Linked DNA regions of Gossypium hirsutum: region 1 is linked to region 2. A link is a contact called in public Hi-C data. All regions are on one chromosome and are shown on one strand. The core of a region is the stretch at or near the end of the contact, and the rest is flanking DNA. Distances in the headings are between cores, read along the strand shown.

Region 1 (4,611 bases), core at 848-3,347, 45 kb before region 2:
ATCTGGTAAGGGATCGAGCTCTAGTAACCTCGAGTATAGTGATTCATCTACTAGCACTCAAGGTTTTTATTTACCAGAACAACCTTCATATTTTCAACCTTCACATGGTTATCCATAACCATATGGTTATTATCCACCATTTCCTAATTACGGTATGCCATACCAGCCTCAAATGCATCCTCTACCACCAATGTATCACCCACCTCCGCCTCTCATGTATCCTCCTCTCCAAATATATCCTCCATATCAATTATATGAAAACCAAGGTGAAAATATTACTTTTTTTGGATATATTTTTGGATAAAGACCAAGAGAATCAAGTCAAGAACACTCTCAAAGTGAATGTGAAAGATTTGATACTCCGCGTCATTCCACTAATTGGTGAAAACTAAATCGTACCGCTACCATTATTTGTAAGGTATGTTTTTTTTTAAAGAAAACTTTTGTTAATGTTCTTAATTTTGATTATATTAAAACATTTAAAATATACCTTTAGATAAATGAATGAAGTATATTTTATGAAAAGATAATTAAGAATTGAAGCATGTTAAACTATATATAAAAGTAGAATGATAGTGAGAATAAGTGGTAAGAAATAGAAATAATTAATGAGAATCTATATATTTATCTATTCCTTTTTTCCTTTTGCAGCATAGAATGTTTATATCTTCACCATCTTCAAAGCTGTCAAGAAATATTGAAGACATCTCTCAAGTATGAATTTTAAATTATTTTATCTATAAAAACTTTCAAACTTATTAAATATGATAAATGTTTAATATTTCCTTTTTTTTTTACTTTGTTATTAGTTAATATAACATTCCTAGAAAATTCGTAAGTATATATAAGAATAATTAATGATTATAAAAGTTGTGTTCTCATATCATACTAATAAAAGTTCATGTGTTAAAAAACACTCTAAAAGTCATTAAAAGTGACTTTTTATAATTATAATTATAATTATTATGTTTTATAATAAGTTGTACGAATTTTAAAAAAATTCACAACCGTGATACCCGCAGTGACCGCAATAGCATCCGTTATGTCCGCAACTGTGATAAATGCAATGAGACAAAAAAAATGCGGCCACAACCGCAATTTAAATCCCTGCTCCACATATAAAATTAAGGAATTGATAACGTTATTAATTAATATTTAGAGAATTAGTTTTCTTTTCCACGACGTTTATTATTTTAAAATAAAAATAACATATTTCATGTAAATACTATTTAAAATAAATAATATTTTATAAATCGAAGAAGGAGAATGAATGATCGTATTTAAGGTAGAGAAAGTGATTGTGACGCAGAGTAGGTGGAGGGCAGCAGAAGAGGCGACTGTAGCAGTTGCACCATTGAAAAAGGATAACAATGGCAATAGCGAGAACACGAATAAAAAATAGCTGGTGCAGGGATCAATGATAAGTTAGTTGTCGCAGCGACAGAGAAAGTGACAATTAGGGAGGAGGAGAACAGGATCAAATTAATAGTAATTGTAAAAATAGAGGTTAAATTTGTTGAATTATTTAAAATTGGGATTAAATTGATAGCATGTGTAAACCTTACAATCTTAATGTGTAATTATACCAATTTAAAAGGACATGCAATAGAGACGAAAATGAAATTTTGTATAGTTGGATGATGAAAACAGAAATACACAACTAATTAGACGATTTAGAAGGGGACTCGTTGTGTATCGTCAAGAAGTTGTCGCCGGGTTTCTCACTAGTTAGACCCATTGTTGAAGATACTGGATTGTTGTTTCGGCATATCCTTTTTTGTGAGGCTCGATTCACGCCCAGGGATGGTAACAAAGCAACACATATTCTTGCGGCAACAGGCATGAAGAAGGGGAGTTAAAGGTACTGGATAGAGGAGGTGCCGAGTTTCATGTTACAGCAGATACAAGAGGATAAGCGGCAGGGGCTACAAGGGCTGTTTCTGAGTTTCGAGGATGCTTCTAATCGTTTTTTCATCAGTGTTTTTTCTGGGTGTTGAAACTCGCTGTGTTTCACATGCCTGGAATGGTAAAGCTTTGTTTTGTGTGCCAGCTGGTTTACTCCTTTCTATGCTCTTTATGTTTTCTTTGGACAGTTGGTATGAGCAGCTAGCCTAGTTTGTCTTTATTTGTTTTTGTGTGGACATTTAGGTTGGGTGTAAGGGCCGGACCTATTGGCTTCACTTTGAAATAGAGGCTTTTTCATATCTAACTCAAATCCTACTGTTTTTCTTAATGGCCTACCTAGGCTTTCAAATAAGCTCCTCAGGGTCATCATAATTTGATGAAATTGGATTTAAAGCTCGTCTGCTATTGAACCTTTTAGATGAGCTCTATCACTTGTTAAGGACTTTAATTTACAAAGAAAGAAAGAAAGAAAATATTCCATCTAACTCATTCAAAACATACATCCATCTGTTGTACATTGCTCTTGCAATTTTTGTAGGAAATTTAATTAATACATTTAACCATATTTACATCAATATTAAAATTTTAAATTTTAAAAATTATAAGAATTATGAATAATTAAATTGAAAAACATGTATTAGATATACAGTTTTACGTGTAATACATTAATAATAAAATTTAATTAAGTGTTTAATATTAAAATTTTAAAATTCAAATAATATTAAAATTAAAACTACCGATTTAAAAATAACGAGTTAACGGTAAAAGTTGGCGTAAAATTCACATGAAACATGACCAACATCCACCTGCCTACCAAATTCTTCAAACAGTTAATAGCCACCCATCTCATGATGCTCCAGGAGCAAATCATGAGAAGGCCAGTACATAGACTCTAAAACACATGTTAAAAAATTAAACTTAATAATATTTTTTTTCAAGGTATTTATCAAAATAAATTTAATAATTAATTTTTCGCATTCTGTAAATTTATTAAAGAGTAGATATTGATCACGAATTTTAAAATTATTTTATAACCAGAGCGAAGATCACACTCTTGACAACGGGATCCATACTCAAAAGAGTTGTTTTCCACTCTCTTTTTTAACAAATCTTACCCAGTTACATCACCAATTTCAAAACATAGGATTCCACCATTCCAATGTCATAAAATTAAGAAAATGTTATTAATAGTGAAAATAAATAAAATGAGCAAAATTTAGGGGATATCCTGATCTGGTTGTTGGAGCATTAAATTTGGTTTTGGTAATCTACAAGAATGAAGATACCCCGGATCTCTCATTTTCCCCTACTAATCATTTAATCAAACTTGACATATTTAACAACATAATAATAGAAAAAGTAATAATAATATATATTTTTTATTTGACATCAGACAGAAATTCTTTGTCGTGTATGTTTTTCAGAATCTACACTCAAATAAAGTAAAGAGTGGGATGTTGGAGGAGTAGGGGCGGGTGGACTGGATTTAGGTTTAGACCGATGGGATGGTATACATTCCGACAACAAAGATAGGGTTAAAAGTCATGAAAACAGACAGACTGAGTGCCCAGCTATGGCAAAACACAGCTATCACACTCTTCATTTCTCTTTGTCCCAAGACTTTTGTTTTTTCTTTTACTCCCTTCATTCGCGCCGGGGAGATGACATGATTGCTCTCATATATTAATCTGCTGACTGCACTCCTGTCCTATTTCACCACACACTTCTAAATTCTAACCTTCTTATTTTTTCTTAAACAAATTTCAGTGACACTGGCATTTTTATTAAACCATGCTTCAAATTTTAAGATTTTTTTTACTTGTATTTTAATGGGTTCCATTTTTCTTTTAAAGGTTATGTTAAAATCTTCCATTTGGCGAATATGATAAAGGTGATTTACTTTCAAATGGATTGGATGTTTTATGAATGGGAAGAGGAACAATGGGTAACAAAAAAAAAAAGCTAGTAAAATCTAAAAAATTATTTAGATGTCAAATCTCATCATTACGTGTGAAAAATAAAAAGGTAAAGTATATTTATGGTCACTTTTGTTTAACTTATGTTACGTTTTAGTCACTTATGTTATAGTGTTGTAACATTTTAGTCACTGAGCCGTTAACGGTGTAATGGTAAGCTGACGTAACACGTTAAATCTTCATTTCAAATAAAAATTTTAGGTTAAATTATGCAATAGCTCCCTATATATATTTTTGTTTTGACTAATTTAATTTTTTTCTTTTATGTTCTTTAAACTTTACTCTCTCTTTTTTTTGTTTCTTCCTCTATTTTCTTACATTCTCCATTTCCTTTAACATATCAAGAAGTCAAATTGACAGTGATGAAAGAAGCAAGAAGTCAGAAGCCATCATTGCCTATAATCAAAACCCATAAACCCATATCATGCTTCTTTATTCATTGCCAATTCGACTTTCTGATGTGTTAAAAGAAATGGAGAAAGTAGGAAAATAGAGGGAGAAGTAAAAGAAAATGGAAAAAAAAAAGTTAAAAAAACATAAAAGAAAAAAATTAAATTGCTCAAAACGAAAAAATATGGAGATCAATTGTTAATTTAACCTAAAATTTTTATTTAAAATAATGATTTAACATGTCATGTTAACTTACCATTACACCGTTAAAGACAATTAACGGCTCAATGACTAAAATGTTACAACACGATAACGTAAGTAACTAAAACGTAACATTTCA
Region 2 (5,276 bases), core at 847-3,346:
AAGATTTTTCTCATTTTAACTCATACTAGGAGACAGCTTAAAACATTATTGATGCCTATTTGCAGTGTATAAATGGGCTTAAAGATTATGCTAGCAAGCAAAAATTTAGGAGGATTTAGATAAAGTGGTGCTAGGAATACCTAAGAAGAAAATATTTCAATTGGAGGTAATTCTCATGAACATGGAAGGCTTAGTTGTAATGGGGTTGACAGTGGTCATAAAGAATATGATTATGGGGATAGATACAAGGCAGGAAAGACCATCCTGGATTTAGTTGTATCTTTTGACTCAATTTTATGAAAAAATTATTAAAGGACTCTGGCTAAGACTGAAATAAACGCAAGCAAAAAAGACTACTTTATGACCACAAGGGTAGGGAGGTTTTGTTGCATAGCTAGCTAAATTGATTTCTAGGTTTAGATGCTCATTCCAAAGAGACATAAGAAAGTGAGACATGTCCTAGACAGTAGGATTAAATTACAGAGGCGAAAGGGGACACATAAACATCAAATTAGTTGTGAACGCAAACACTAAAGGCTCAAAGGTTAGGAGAGTGCAACTGGAATTTTTTATGATCACAATACAGCTGTGTTTGAAGTTGAAGTTCTATTTGACTACTATCAATGACCAATCTTGTTTTTCCATGGTATGAAATGTTAGGCTAACAAGAAGCAACATATACAAGAGACAAGTATAGCGAAGTTGCAAACGTTAAGATGGGATGTGTGGTAAGGCTAAGAAAGATGTGGTTAGAAACTAGATATTCACCTCCAAGTTGAGATGGCTCTTAAAGAAGATAAGGTGACAAAGATTAGCCACATAAGAAGCAGATCGATAGCTTAACATGTTAGAATAATGAAAACTTTGGTATTGCATTGGATAAAATATTGAAAACCACGACCAAAATAGACATGGATAAAATTAATAGAACTTGAAGAGAGGCCCGGCATAAATGTTTCTATGTCTTAGTTGCTGTAGCTTGTTACAGCTTGTTTGTTTGATTGGTTTAAGACGAAAATATACTTCTTACCAGTCTATTGGCTTTGAAAACTTTGTGAATGGTTAGCTTGTTAAAGATTGAAAATGCAAATCAAAAGCCCATTAAATAAAAATGTTCTCAATTAAATCAACGAATAGAAACATTATCAAATTTAATAAATACAACAGCATAATACTGTACTTTGCAAGTATCATAAAGCATTAGTAATTCAACAGCTAGGATCTTTGTACAACCTGTTAGCCTCTAAGTTAACTTTGTGGGCTCCATACACGTGAATAATTGATTATACCAGTGGGGAAATTGCAGCGCATCCAGACAAAACCAACCATTTCCATTTCAGAAAGCCTATAATCTAGATAATCAGTTTCTAGACTGGAAAATTTGTTCCTCTAAATTACTAACAAGAATACTAGATAGATCTTCCAAAATGAACTCAGGCAAAGCAAGTAAAAATATGTTATATCGAAGTGGTAGAAAAAGAACAAAAAAAAAAAGGTAATCAGATTTGACTTAGGTAAATTTACCAGGAGAAAACGAAGAAAAAGATGGCGCAAGTGGTGGATGAAGTGGCGGAGACAAGGCCTTTGCCAAAGCAGAGACATCTAGTAACGCCGTTCACAGCAACCTGGCTAAGAAGGAGCAGACCAAAAGCAGATAGTCCGTACACCGTCGACGCATCCGTACTGTAGAGGCAGTAGGTCCTCTCGTCGTACTGATCAGGCACCACCTTAGCCTTCATTTAAAAAAAACCACTAGTTAAGTTAAAACAACAGAAAATTACAGTTTCACATGTGAGAGTGAGAGAGAGAGTGAGAGTGAGAGTGAGAGTGAGAGCGAGAGCGAGAATGAGAGTGAGAGTGAGAGTGGGTACGAAGCTACGGCGTCGTTCAGCGCCGACGGCGAAGACGAAGGCGATGAGATGGAGAGCAAAGATGATGGCTAAAATAGGGACGGACATGGCCATTGTTACGAGTTTTTGGGTTGAGGTTAAGCCTTAAAGGGAGGGAAAATGGAAAGGAAAAGGAGGGCTAAATAGATGGGGGTTCTCTTCTTTGAGGTTTAAGAAGAAGACAAAAGAAAGGAAAGAGGTAAAATGTCTTTTTCTTTTTCCACGTTATAATTCAATTATTTTACTTTTTCAATTCAAACATTGTTAGTATTTTTCAAAATCTGTCAAAGTGCTTTGGTTAACACTTTACACCATATTTTCACAATTTTACTCCTTTTAAAGATATTTAATCTAAGTCTCATTGACTCTTAATGTTATTGCCATTTATATTATTGTCAGTATAGAAATATGTAAATTTAGTTACGTTAAAATGTATTATCCTCATATTTAAGGATTGAGGTAGGTTATTCGTGATTTTAGACATTATATAAAAAATAACAAATATGATAAAAATCTATAAACGTTAAAAATATATATATTATATGTAAGTATAACAAATAATATTGTTGCCAATGATTCCAACTTTGATGGTTTAAGATTTTTTTAAAATTTATTTTGGTTTAAGTTGAATATATTTTTATTTCGAGTTTGATGTGTTTTATATTGAATTGATTCTAATTTTAATTGATTTAATATGTATTATTTATGATTTGTTTTTGTAAACTCTTTTGAAAGAAATAAGTAGTATAAATTATTATTGTAGTGACAAGTGAGTCAAGTTATTTAAATATTTTACATTAATTGTAAATGTGAATATTGAAAAATGAGTTTAGGAAGAGTTTGAATCCAATAATAATACTTAATCTTGGATGAATGATTTCGCTTCAAGTTTAAATTCATCTTTGAACCATCTGGACAAGATTTACAAATTTTGAATAATGTCTTAAAAGCTATATAATTTTCATTTGGAGTAAACTTGACATGAAACCTCATATTTTAAAAGATCGAGTTAAGAGATGGTTTAAAATATGTTTTGTGATGTATAATTTAATCTCGTACTTAAAAGCATCACTTCTTTTTATAAACAATTTAAATTATATTTAGAAACATTATTTTTCAAATAAATAGTTTGAGCTCATGTTTAGAAGTAACAGAATTTAAGCTCGTGATTGGAATCGAATCATAATCATTTTAATGTATTGAAAACAAACGATTGCCCCCAATCTCTTGATAATCCGTCATTTTTACTTGTGCTTGGAACTAGTATAATACCTTGCTTGTGATATCTTGAAATTCAAGTTTTTTGTTCCATATCAGGGTTGTATGTTCGTGTCTATGATCAATTTAAATGCATTCAAAGTATAAGGTCCTTACATGCCTCTCCAATTCAGTTGACATGACTAGTTTCCGCACAGGTAAATAAAATAAAAAATACTAGATGATTACCCTTGTTATATTCCTTTGAAAAGGAAATGGTGTGGGGGCATTACCTGCTGCTTTGCTTTTTGGATGCTTGCGGAATACATTATTTGATTAAAAAACAAATTTTCCATTTTGGGAGATTAGTCGATAGTTTGATGGTCCATTCAGCAACAGCATATAGAGCCGAGCAGGAGATGATGGGATCCTTTCCCTTTGTCCTCAACCGCAATTGATGAAAGACGGCGACGTTGTTGGATTTTCGATTTTCCCAGTTGCTCACTGCATCTCTGGATTTACGGATAATTTTATGGGAGCTGCCTATGTTGGGGTGCATTATTTTTCCAATAATTCCAAACGCATTTAAGTGCAAATTTATAAAAAATAATACCACCTTTTTGACTTATAACGCCGCTCGCCAAAAGAGATATTTAAGTTTAAAGCTGGCAATATGCTTTGTGATTGTGACCTTTTTTTGGTGTTTAAAGTATTACCATCATTATTTTTCCAATTTCACACCTATATTATCAAATCATTTATCACTGTGATTCTTGGCACTAATACTGTTACAATATGGGTTAGGTTAAAAGCTTTAACCAATTAAACCCCGACATGTCAGCATAAGATTTGTTTATAAATTAACATAAATATTTTTTGCTGGTGACATTGGTACTTGTACTTAAAAACATGCTAATAAAAGGATTAAGATTGTGTTATGGATAGCCAAAGAAACAGAGATGAAATTAATATAAAATAAACATCACGATACATATTAGGGAAACAACCATCCTAATAAAATTCCCTTCATTATGTCAAGTAAAACATGAGATTCTATATTTTGTCATCCGGACAAAGGGACAAGGCCTGGTTTTCTTTGGCTTATTCATAATTCATACATAAAGCAAGCCCGCGTGAAACTAACATATACCGATAGCAAGCAAGACTCACCTTGGCTCGACCTCAGCTCTGCTCTCCATAGGCTTCTAAATCGAAAATTTTCCATTCGCTGCCTCTCTAATGCCTTGTTCCAACTTTTCTCCCGAGGCAGTTTGTGTTAAAAAAAATTTCCCCAGTTCTTTCATAAATTGTTACAAAAGACAATCACCCCAAACTGAACTTTTGACCTTGACCTCCAAAATTGAAGTACTGTAATTTGTGGGTGATGTTTGACAAGTAACGGTTGCATTTCCATTTTGGAATGGCTAGGGGTACTACTTTTACAGATATAGCTAAATATCACCTGCGGCAAAAAAAAAAGTGAAATCTGGTCGATGGTCAAGAAGTCTTCTCAACCAACTGTCAGCAGCCTGAAAGACGTTGTTCGCCAAGTGACCATCGCTTGCTCCATTAGGTGTACACAAGGAACTCTTAAACTTGTATGACGCAAGACCAAAAACAGGCAATTGACTCTTCAGACCACCATCCATGTTATTGAGACCTGTTACAACCGGTACCTGATCACTTTGTCCACTTAAAATATTTAGAAAAAACCAACAGATGAGGTTTATTTGCCATTACATGGGTGCTCTCGGAGCTTATGCAAGCACAAACTATTAGTGATTAATGGCAAGTCTGTAAAACACCAGGTTGTGCAATCAGTATTTTGGTTAACATTAAGCAGCAAAAGTTTCTATGAAAAGGCATTTCTGTCCACAAAATTATATCAAATGAACTAGGAATAGGACTTTTTCAGGCAGAGCAAGATAACTACTTCAAAGTCAAACAGGAGGACCTTAAAATCACTTTTCATATTTTTAAAGTACTTATGCATTATGAGACTTAACACTTGCTAGAGACGTAAAAGATTCAAATTTACAATTTACAAGTGAAAGCTGGAAAATATAACTTAACAAGAAAGCCTAGCATATTCCTTAGTTCACAAATAGGAAAGAAGAAAGTTTCAAAATGAAATTATTTAGTACCTCCTACCGGTGTATGAAGATAATGGTAAGTCAGAAAGCAAGCATC

What was found. A called contact is a pair of places that touch in the nucleus more often than the background predicts.
Region 1: a contact with region 2 is called in a Hi-C map of leaf, with 2.7 times the contacts expected there. The contact joins the enhancer-like site here to the promoter of LOC107948236 in region 2. A contact is called at or near these places in 8 of 34 Hi-C or Micro-C datasets (callus, hypocotyl, leaf and 1 more).

Annotation. Positions count from the first base shown.
Region 1 is chrA03:103,529,892-103,534,502 of Gossypium_hirsutum_v2.1, reverse strand. No RefSeq gene overlaps it. Among protein-coding and RNA genes, the nearest start is that of LOC107949253, 3.8 kb to the left of the region's middle. Within about 2 kb of position 2,097, at least 9 of the 9 cell types and tissues checked have an H3K27ac peak or open chromatin away from gene starts, as enhancers often do. A contact at or near this core is called in hypocotyl and leaf, where this site is marked.
Region 2 is chrA03:103,483,953-103,489,228 of Gossypium_hirsutum_v2.1, reverse strand. It overlaps LOC107948236, which reads right to left and starts at 2,096. Exons shown (of 3, transcript XM_016882713.2): 1 at 1,872-2,096; 2 at 1,525-1,733. The coding sequence starts at 1,964. It also overlaps the pseudogene LOC107947774.